Linked DNA regions of Mus musculus: region 1 is linked to region 2. The links are chromatin contacts, called in public Hi-C maps. All regions are on one chromosome and are shown on one strand. The core of a region is the stretch at or near the end of the contact, and the rest is flanking DNA. Distances in the headings are between cores, read along the strand shown. Region 1 holds the start of Rbpj (recombination signal binding protein for immunoglobulin kappa J region). Region 2 holds the start of Anapc4 (anaphase promoting complex subunit 4).

Evidence for each region. Hi-C and Micro-C count contacts between places; a contact is called where the count stands out from the background.
Region 1: a Hi-C map of CD8 T cells shows a contact between it and region 2, with 10 times the contacts expected there. The contact joins the promoter of Rbpj here to the promoter of Anapc4 in region 2. A contact is called at or near these places in 1 of 15 datasets of contacts at CTCF or cohesin (large pre-B cells), 9 of 484 Hi-C or Micro-C datasets (CD4 T cells, CD8 T cells, LSK cells and 3 more), 4 of 115 datasets of contacts at active chromatin or transcription factors (astrocytes, extraembryonic endoderm stem cells, large pre-B cells and 1 more) and 1 of 9 other capture datasets (liver).

What each region holds. Positions count from the first base shown.
Region 1 is chr5:53,588,181-53,593,753 of GRCm38.p6, reverse strand. Rbpj (recombination signal binding protein for immunoglobulin kappa J region) reads right to left here and starts at 3,268. Exons shown (of 11, transcript NM_001080927.2): 1 at 3,030-3,268. The coding sequence starts at 3,049.
Region 2 is chr5:52,831,356-52,837,025 of GRCm38.p6, reverse strand. It overlaps Anapc4 (anaphase promoting complex subunit 4), which reads right to left and starts at 2,891. Exons shown (of 28, transcript NM_024213.2): 1 at 2,634-2,891; 2 at 1,243-1,348. The coding sequence starts at 2,762.

The DNA.
Region 1 (5,573 bases), core at 2,019-4,518, 760 kb before region 2:
TTGTTTTTTTTTTCTTTCATTTCACTGTCACTCCTTTAACTTGCCAAGAACTTAGTTCATAACCTCCTACTTGACTTCCTATAAAATGACCTACATCAGCTCATTCCAGTAACAGTTCCTAGACCTTAAGCACACTGTTCATCCAAGGGGGCTCTACCTAGGGCAGGGTGCACCTCTACAGATGTGGCAAGTTATTCCATTCCCATTCTGCACAGTTAGGAAGCTGGCAGAGGAAACAACATATCTTGGAAATAATCACAAAGCCAAATGCCAAAAATAACAATTTTTAGTCAATCCATGAGAAAATACTGCCCCTAGCTGAAATAACATGAATCTAGTATTAGGAGGAAGCAAAATGCAAAATAGTGCTTGCTTTCAAGCCAAGTCTTATTTCAAAAACTAAGTAAACCTCAGAATTAAAACAGGTAAGACCTTTAGAACATAACCATTTCCTTCTAACGCTGGACCCATCCATAATACCAACGATTATCTAAGGAATCACAGCTGGCCATAGCAGCTTTTTACTTGTATATTTTACCCACTTAAGAGATCATACAAGTCTGTGAGTATACATCAAGAAGTAACTTTTACCTAAACTTAACTGTTTAAAACTGAGTGCCTAGACGTATGTAATAGAACGATTCCCCACAAACATGTCGGGGTAATAAGTTTAAAGATGAAATAATACTCAGAAAGGTACCCAGCCACCGTTCATTATATTTCCAAATGCCCACTGTCTAAGTTAAGGCACCATTTTTATTTCACTCCTAGCCTTTGGGCTGAAAGTATAAAAGTCTCACATGCTTAGAAACAACCCCCTCAAGTTGTGAAGCTAACTTTATGATGTCTTTGTGATCGTTCTCAAATGCATAAATCAGAACAAACTACATTGCATTACTATACAGAATTTGCACTGTGCTCACGATCAGAACCAGTGTGCCCAATTTTAGCCTCGAGTTATGCACTAAGTATGAAACAAATGCAAATTCTCACAATTTCATGTATGTTCATAAAGTGTGCCTTATACTGCAAGTATTCCGCCTATAAATTCTAATAACCACGTTTTTAAAAAGCTTTCCAAAGTGCCAACATTCCTTAGACCTCATCTTCTATGTCCTCAACAACTCTTTGTGTACAACTTTATATAGAGAAGAAGCTGCATATGACTTTAAGGGTAATGTATCTTCTAAAAGTAGTGATCAACTAGTGGAAGAATATTTCTGAACAATACATTCAGTATTTACAACCCTAAATTATTTCAACCCTGATGCAGTAATTCAGGCCATTAGTATACAATATCCTACACCACACCCCCAGACTTCACCCAAGCTTTTAACATTACCATAACAATAAGAGCTGAAAACAACTTAATGCTCAAGTAACATAAGGAAGTACCTTTTAAGATAACCAAACTGAAAGCTACCAGTCTTTAGACTGCCCGTAATTAATGTATCCCACAAAGATCCTCAAAGCAGTATTCATCAAACCAAAACTACACTCTGCTCTTTGGCACCTGATTCCCAACGTCGGAATAGGAGTTGCCACACATCCACAGAAGTAAAAATCACAAACTACACACTCAAACTGCAAATTCAAACAACCATAAATGGTAAACTCATTTAAATTATGAAGAAGCAAGCCATTGATCAAATTCCCAAGCCAGATGTCTCCGAAAAGTCATTAAAACTGTAGATACAAATTCCAGGGGAAAAAAAAAAAGATAAACTTCATCAGCCCAACATTCACAAGTTTACAACATCAAAATTCACTCACCTCCTATTCACATCAAACGCACATCCACTGCGAATATCTGAAACTATTCTCCATCACCAACAGGGGGTGGGGTGGGGGGGTGGGAAGTACCTTTGAGCCTACTTCTAACAGTCTTAAAATATACCCTTCCATTAGCCCTCAGGTAACCCAGGTGCAAGGCTACTGCGGATGCCCTTGGCCTGGGGCCGTCAGAAGCCAATGATGGGGACGGCAATAACCATCAAGAAATCGAGATCCTTTTCCAGCGCTACTCTTACCAAGCAAAACAATCACGGGCCCAGAAAGATGGCAAAGAAAAGTGGGGTCGTTTTAATCCCAAGAGAGGGGCGCATAGGGGTGGGTAGGGGTGTGATCCCGAGAGAAATGGGTGCGAAGGAAGAAAGGAGGGGCGCGGAAGGAGCAAACTTAAGTATCTCAAGCATCTCCCAGACTCAAACAACAAAAGCAAACCCTAGAGTCTGTGCGCACTTAGAAGCACCAGATGGAGTCCCCGGGGTTGAGACAGTTCAACAGACAGACACAGTGGGCAGCGGATAAATCAGGCAGTGACGCGAGGGGAAGGGGATGCTAAGAGAATGAGACACTACATAGGGGAGACAAAGCCTTGGGGGGGGGGGGTGAGGACCAAAGAGAAAAAGGTGAGAGGGGATACACACGAGAAAGACAATGGAAGAAAGAGAACGGCAGTAATCTGGTGCCAGGGCTATGGCAGGTCACCCAGCTACTGAAGAGAGGGATACAACAAAGGGGCACGGGAGGAGGGACAGCGGGCGGAGTGGAGGTGCAGACGGGATGCGGGGCGCGCAGCGGCTCCCACAGAGAGCCTAAGGCGGCGAAACAAAGGGCTGGGGGCAGAATCGCGGGGGGCAGCGCACACAGACAAAGCGCTCCGGCGCCCAGGGCAGCGGCTGGGAGGACAGGCGACGCGGGCCACGCACGGGGAACAAAGCTGCGCCGGGATCCCCGCCAGGCCCGCCGAGGGGGGCGCGCGCCGGGCACGGTGCCTACGGCCCCGCGCGCCGGCCGCACTCCGCCCGCAGCCGCCGGCCTCGCCACCGCCCGCCCTCACGCGCCCGGAGCCCGCTCCACCGCGGCGCACGGGCGAGCCCCGCACCGGCCCGCGCCATCGCGTCGCCGCCCCGCGCCGCCTCCCGAGGCCCCGGCGCGCCGCGCGGCCCCGGCCCGCCGCCTGCCGCCGGCGGTCAGACGCCCGCAACTTTCCCGGTTCCCAGCACTCGCTGCCCCCTCAGACTTACCCTGTCACAACAGGCGCCATCTTCCACAAACTCTCGCCAAAACTCCAACCCTCGCGAGATTCCCCCCGCCGCCTTTCCCTGCTCCTCTCCCCCGCCCCTTCCCTCGGCCTCGCCGATCGCTGCCACCCGGCCCCCGCGCCGTCTTTCCCCGCTTCGCCGCCGCCGCCGCCGGGAGCCAGCCGCCTCGCGCCGCCCGCGGACTAAGGGATCTGCTCACTGCCTTTCCCTAGAAACCTACCCCGCCGATGGAGCATGCGCAGGCCGCTCCTCCGCGGACAAGCCCTCCGAGTAGTCCATGGGGAGCGCTCCGGTTATCCGGGTTTTGGGACGCGCCCTCGGGGACGTACGTGGAGACTGAGGAAAACCGGAGGGCATTACTACGGGGACCGGGACTGGAGGGGTCAGGAGGCGGGGCCCCGGGGCCGGGAGGAGGGGTCCTGGGAAAATGCGAGCGTCTCACAGGCCTAGAGGAGACGCCTCCTCGAGTGGGTGTTTTCCAAGTGGCTTCCCGCTCGCCGCGGGTTCCCAGCCTTTTTCATTCATTCCGACGTTCACTGGACACCTCCCTTATGCTAATCTCAGTATCAGGTGCCGGAGCGGCGGAGATCGGGACAGAGCCCCGGTCCCCGGTGACCTGCCAGCGACTGTCTCCATTCATTTGCTCCCGCACGACCCGCACACGCGGCGAGACAGGCGTGATCGCCGCGTGAGCTGACCCTTCCCAAGAGCTCTGCAGGGGAAAAGCATTAGGGGATAAGCTCTGTGCCTTTCGCCGCTTCTCCCCGATGCGAGCTGGGGTCATCCCGAGGTCAGCCTCGCGCAAAGGTGTCCCCCCTAACCCCCCGATGTTCACTTTGCACCCACACGTCAGAGCCCCGAATGGTTGTCCCCAGAGCCACCACTACAAGCCCGGGCACTTGGGAGCGAGCTACCCGCCCAGCTCCGACTGCCTGGGGAACTCATGGCAGCAGCCAGCTTGCAGGATGTAGGTGTGGGTGCAGACGTGTAGGTAACTGCCTAGAAACAGCTCCTCCGGCGGTGGCCCGATGCTGTCGCCCGATGCTTGTCTTGCCTGGGACACCTCTCGGCAGGTGGTGGCCCGAGACCTGTCCCTCCGGTCCCCTACCTGCTGATCCTCCCTGCTCCCCCCCCCCCCCCTTCCCGGCCCTTTGCTTTCCAAGAGATTTCCCAGCTCCTGCATTGCCTGCCTCCCGCAGGGAGCCACAAAAAACCCGGAGAACTGGATCAGCCCGCCCGAGACCCGCTCCGGAGCGCCGCAGGATTGGCGCGGCGCGCTCGCGCCACTGCGCATGTGCGCAATGCGGGCAGCCGGAGTCTCACGCTACACCTCCTCCCGAGCGCCTTCCACCGCTCGGCTCAGACACAACACGGGCCGTGGGAAATTTCCTAAGCCTCGCGAGAACGCGCTCTCCTACCCACCCCGCGGGCGGCTGGGCGTGCGCCCTACATCGCGCAGAGCCGGGGCCCCGACAGGTGTTCGTCCCGTGCGGCTCCCGGGACGCGGAAGGCAGGGTCCGACAGGCGCCCGCGAGGCGGGGCGGGGCGGGGCGGTGGGCGCGTGGCGGGGAGCGGCGGGCTGAGGCCGCCCCGGCACACTCACGCACGCGCCGGGGAGGCTTCCTGTCGCCCTCCCGAGCCTGGTACTTTCCTGAAATGTGACAGACGTGGTGCCCCCCGCCTCCGGGAGCTGTCAGCCAGCCCCGTGTCGGCTTTGAGTCATGCATCTGAGTCACCTAGTCTGGCCTCCACTTCACTTGCTCTACAACAAGTTTGGATTCCCTTAACTATTCTAGCAATGGTTGGTTTGGGGTTTTTTTGTTTGTTTGTTTGTTTTGTTTTTGTTTTGTTTTTTGTTTTGTTTTGTTTTCCTTTATAGTGTCTTCGATGGCTTTGTGAGCCGGCAAGGCTCCGGGAAAGCTGAGCTTAGCGATCTCAAACGTTTGCATTGTGGTACGAGAACACGATTTAAATAGCTTCCCCTTAGTCTGTTCCTAGCCTTTAAAGGAATCCTACATACATACCAGTTTCTGTCTCCCCTCCCCCCCAGATGACTTAAAACGCCAGTTTTGTTTCCTTCCTCTTTCTATTCTTTTGTAGCAAGCATCCCGTTCTAGGTACTGTTTCATCAGATACGTTAGTGGCTGCTGTTCTCCACGCACCCTTTTTGAATTCATTTACTTGCCCAAGAGCTGTCAGAACCCTTCTTCACTCTGCCACTTTTCAGATTGGCGTGGTGCTGTGTAGGACTAGTGTCTTGCTAGCATCATGCACCCACAAATGAAGACTGGGTTTTGACATTTAAAGGACAGTGAACCCTCTAATAGCTAATGTCTCCTGGTTGAAATAAAGCTTTGCTTACTGAAGGTTTGTTAAGGGTATGCGATATGTGTTTGCCTATCGCTTTATTTATTTACTTCCCATTTTTAAAAGGACGTATGCCCATTTAATACGCTATGTCAAAACATGTCTCATCCAGAACAAGAGAGTGTTGCGGAGGTAAAATGCCTTTAAACGTTTCCTCAA
Region 2 (5,670 bases), core at 1,642-4,141:
AGAAAAAAACAAAACTAAGCAGGAGGACATACTCATATTACAAATGTAATTTATTTTTTTTCTTAAAGTACCTTCAGGCTTGCTCAACCTTTTGCCACAGTGATACAATGTAGTTAACCATGAAGTTCACATTAGAGAACTATGCAATCACATTACAAAAAACAAAAAAAAAAAAAGAAAAAAGAAAAAAAAATAAGAATAATAATAGAGAAACCCTCCACAAACAAAGAAACAAAAAAAAAAAAAAAAAACCCAAAGTTTTGAGGACGTTAAAATTTTGTGCTGGGCCATATTCATTGTTATACAGAGTCCCATGTGACTTATAGACCACAAGCTGGACACCCTGATAAACTTCAAGCTGCAGCCCATAGCAATTTACTATTCTAACACTAGGACTAACTGCTCCAGAAACTATCAATTTAAGAAACTAAACAAGACAGCACAGTGGTGGTGCAAGCCTTTAATCCCAGCACTTGGGAGGCAGAGGCAGGAGATTTCTGAGTTCGAGGCCATCCTGGTCTACAGAATGAGTTCCAGGACAGCCAGGACTACACAGAGAAACCCTGTCTTGAAAAACAAACAAACAAACAAACAAACTAAACAAGATACACACACACACACACACCCCCATGGAAGATGAATGATCTGAGCCACGACAGCAGGAAAAGACCTTTGGGAAATGTAGAGTCACAGTGCGCAGCCCCTCCTGAGTGGTAGCTTACATAGAGGAGATTTATGAACCTCACATTTAGTACTAACTGAATTTGGGGGAGAAAAAGACTGTGATGGCACTGAATGGACTCATGAGTGGTGAATGGTACTTGGATCAAATGATGTAGGACAAGAGAGCAGAGAGAGCCAAAGCCAATTATTCTGCAAATGTCTCAGACTTTGATCCTATCTGCCACAAAGCCAGGGCTCATTAAAGACTTATCCCTGCCAACAACAGACTTTCATGAAAAATATAAGCATTCTAATAAGAAAAAAAAGTCTCAAACTAGTACTTATAGTTCTAATATAGGGCCAGATACGGTAGGCCACACATGTCCTTAATCTCAGCACCTGGGAGGCAGAAGCAGGTGGATCTCTGGTTTACACAAAGAGTCCTAGGCCAGTCAGGGTTATACAGTAAGACCTATACAACAGAAACAAAACCATAATTCTAAAATATACCAAGAAAAAGTACTGTTTTTAGACTATCCTTTTGGAAATAAGAGATACACGTTTGTAGCATTATCATACGTTTGCCGTCTGGTCTCCAGGCCAAGCAGGTCACTTCTTTTCCTGTACTTTCATTTGGTGGGAAACTCCAAACTCGATGAAAACTTGCAAGGCGATGCAGCAAAACCTAAGATGAAAAGACATGATAGCAGAAAGCTGCAAACTCACCTGCAGAGATAAAATGAACCTAGACCCACAGAACAAAAATTTTAATTACTACTTTTGAGTATTTTTTTTTGCAATCTACAGAACAACAGTGTCCAAACGAATGTAAGACATTTTCAAAGAAATGGGTGAACTCAGAAGGCCCAACTTAGTCCTGTACTCTACATATTTTCTTTCTTTTTTTTTTTTTAAGGTACACCTACATGTATGTATTTGTACCACATTTGTGCAGTCAGTGCCCCAGGAGGCCAGAAGAGGCCATCAGTTCTCCCTGGAACTGAAGCTACCGACAGTTGTGACCATGTGGGTGCTATGAACCAAACCTAGGTCATTTATAAGAACAGCAAGTGCTCTTGATAGCTGAGCCATGTCTCCAGCCCCTTTTGTATCTTTTAAACTTACCTTTTTGAAAAGGTTAAAAAGCCTATCCAAGACAATAGACAAAAGAAGTAACACAAACAACATGAATATGTAGGTGACATAGTAAAATAACAACAATAATGACTGCACTCTTAGCCCACGCCTTAGCTATGTCACCAGCCATGGATCTTAGAGACAGAGCCGTGCCACACAACACGATAATGCAATCTGGCACACTAAGCATTTCTGGGTGCTAGGCCTTCCTTACCACCTAGTTTTACATAGGTGAGGGTGCTAAGTGGCATGGATGATGGGACCCTTTCAAGATGGCTGTCAGGTAATAGTCATCCTCCACAGAAAGATGGGTATCTAGTTGTACTTGATATCGCATGTTCACGTTCCTAATGTCAGAAATGCTAACTGACAACGTCCACACGCATTCTGTCTGCAATTCTGTGAGGCATCAGCCTTTCAACTTAAAGATCTTCTAAATAGCTAGATGTAACAAAGATGTAAAACCTCGGAACCAAGCATCCTCTGTAGCAACTGCACACACACACACACTTCCAGTTGGACTTGACAGTTCATCTTCATTCTCTACTAATCTGAAACCAACTTTGGGCGGGGTCTGATGGTGCATCCCTGGCCAAATCAATTCCTGGAGTCCTGGGTGTGCAGAACTTGGAGGGAATTTGTTCTTCTGGGCCATACAGGAAATGGAATACACATCCTGTCTGGAAGGCACAGTATTTTACACAGTCTCTTAAAGTTAACAGCCATGCTGAGATGTAGGGGCAGGAGAGATGTGCGATTCGCCACGTCTGCCAAAGGGGAAACTGAGGCTCGAGGGTCCCAGCCCAGGCGACCTCTCTCACCAGCTCACTTACCTCGCCTGTAGTGTTGGCCAAAGCAATGAGGTCTCGCTTGGGGGACCAGGCCAAGAAAATAATCTCCTGTGGCAGCTGCTTCTCTCCCACCACCCGAAAGGATGGGAAACAGGTCGGAAAGCGCAGCATGGGTGCGGCCCTGCAACGACGTGCGCGAGAAGGCCGCCGGAGCACCCGGCCACAAAGCTCTGGCACAAAGCCCTGCCAGCAGCGGTACCTGCCAGAGTCGCAGACTCGGCCTACTCCTAGCCAGCGGCCTTCCCCGCCCTCTCACTCCGCCCTCCGCGCTCGGAGAAAGCTTCCGGCGCCGACGCCGGGACGTCTTCGCGAGAGGAAGTGAGTGGCACAGCAGCCGCGCGCCGGTGGGGCGGGGAGAGCGCAGGGCGGGGCTTGATGTAGGGCGGAGCCGTGTGGGCGGGGCGAGCGAGTGCTTAGGGCAAAGTTAGCCTAGGCTACAGCGGGTGAGGGCGGGGCTAGAAGGGAGCGGAGCTAGGCCGTAGCTGGGCGTGGCTAGGGCGGAGCGAGCTCTGGTGTCTCGGAGGTCCCCTACTCTGGGCTGCCCGCTGCACAGCAAGTACCAAAGGAATCCTTAACCCTGTATACGCGGACGTGTGGGAACCCTTCCAGGCCTTTTCCGTTTGCTCAGAAATTCGCTGCTGTGTACACAATCCCTTTTGTTCTAGGTTTAGGCTCTAATCAAAACTCCGGACTCACACACTGGACCTCCTTTGGCACACAGTCGTTTTCAGCCCTGGATGCATTGTAGAATTTAAAACAACAAACCTCTCTATCAGGCAGCATTTTAGCAAATTAAAAGAGGGTTAACATTGGACGGAAATCACCATTTAAAAAGAAAACAAAACACTGAATGATTCCTATCTACAGACATATACTGTTAAAGTGCTTGCACCCTCCCTAACAGGGACAAATAGTGTGTTTTCTTTCGCCTTATTTAAATGATTTCTTGACTTGTAGCAAACTCACCACAGTTAAGAGGAAACAGGATTTATTCTGTGGCTATCTAAGCATTCAATTTTGTGAGAAAATGTGGACAGACACTGCCCAGGCAACCTCAATTGTCAATCTGTTGATCACAACTGCTCTGGGTTTTAAGTATAAAGACCACTCTGCAAGAAGGGAGAGCAAAGTAAGTCTACATTTTATCATCAGTAGTACTGTTTATCAAAACTGTTTCCCTCTGTCATGGTTTGAATATGCTTTGCCCAGGGGGTGGCACCATTTGGAGGTGTGGCCTTGTTGGAGTAGGTGTGTCACTGTGGGTGTGAGCTTTAAGACCTCATCCTAGCTGCCTTGAAGTCAGTATGCTGCTAGCAGACTTGATATGAAGTAGTAGAGCTCTCAGCTTCTCCTGCACCATGCCTGCCTGGATGCTGCCATGTTCCCACCTTGATGATGTCCGACTGAACCTCTGAACTCAGAGATCTGCATGGCTCTGCCGCCTGTAATGCTGGAATTAAAGGTGTATACCACCATGCCTGAATCTAAACTTAGCTGGATGGGATCTTACCCCCAATCCCTTAATCTTTTATTTCCTAGAACGTAAGATTCAGCTCCATTTCACTTCCTGGTGCCCCTTTAATATGTGAACCACATTTTGTATTTTTCCTTTCTAAACTTGCTATGCTTATTTAAAATGTTCTTCATGAGACTTAACCAGAGAACAAGGTCTCTGCTGGGCTTTTTTGAGACTTTGTCAATGCAATTAATATAAGTCTCTTTATCTTAGACTCAGGTAGACTCTTAAGACAAAGGCAAAAAGCAGCCACAATCTTCACCAAAACACTACAAAAACAGTTTCTGGGCCATATTGAAACTTTCCTCCACTGAACCGTCTTGAGCCAATTCTGAACAGTTCAAATCAATCTCAGCAACTAAATCTTTCATATTCTTACTAGGATAGCCCATTAAGCCCCACTTAAAGCATTCAACTGCTTTCCAAATCCAAAGTCCCCAAATCCACATTCTTCCAGACAAAAGGCCTATCACAGCAATACCCCACTTCTGGTACCAACTTCAATCTTAGTAAGAGTTTTTACTGCTGTGAACAGACACCATGACCAAGGCAACTCTTATAAGGACAACATTTAATTGGGGCTGTCTTACAGGCTCAGAATTTCAGTCCAGTCCATTATCATCAAGGTGGGGACATGGCAGCATTCAGGTAGGCATGGTGCTGGAGGAGCTGGGAGCTTTACATCTTCATCTGAAGGCTGCTGGCAGAATACTGACTTCCAGGCAGCTAGGGTGAGGTCTTAAAGCCCATACCCACAGTGACATACCTACTCCAACAAGGCCATACCTCCAAATTTCACACCCTGGGCAAAGCATATTCAAACCACGATGCCCCCACAACTTCACTTACTGTTTTTGGAAAGAAATCCAGAGACTAACTCACGTGATTCCAGTTTGAATAGTTTCTAGTAAGAGTTCTAGAGCCATAATATTTGCATTTATATGAAACAAACACTTAGTAATATGATTATTGTTACATATAAAACAAACACCACACTGCATAGTAAGTAATACATGATAATTATTAACACAACACATCTATCTACCTTTAAGGAAGTCCCAGATTTGGTAAAATATGATAACTATTGGCTTGCTCAATGTAGTTAAAAAAAAAAATCAAACCAAATGTCCAACCATAGGAACATTTTCTGAACTTTTTTTTTTTTTTTTGGATATGGCATAGTCATCCTCTTCAGGATCTTCCATCTTTATAGACATAAATTCTTGTATTTATGAAAAGATACAGAACATTAGACAGTGTGATGGTTTGTATATTCTTAGGCCAGGGAATGGCACCATTTGGAGGTGTGACCTGGTTGGAGTAGGTCTAACCTGGTTGGAGTAGGTGTGTCACTGTGGGTGTGGTCATAAGATCCTCACCCTAGCTACCTGGAAGTCAGTCTTCCACTAGCAGCCTTTGGACGAAGATGTAGAACTCTCAGCTCTGCCTGCGCCATGCCTGCCTGGTTACTGCCAAGCTCCCACCTTGATGGTAATGGACTGA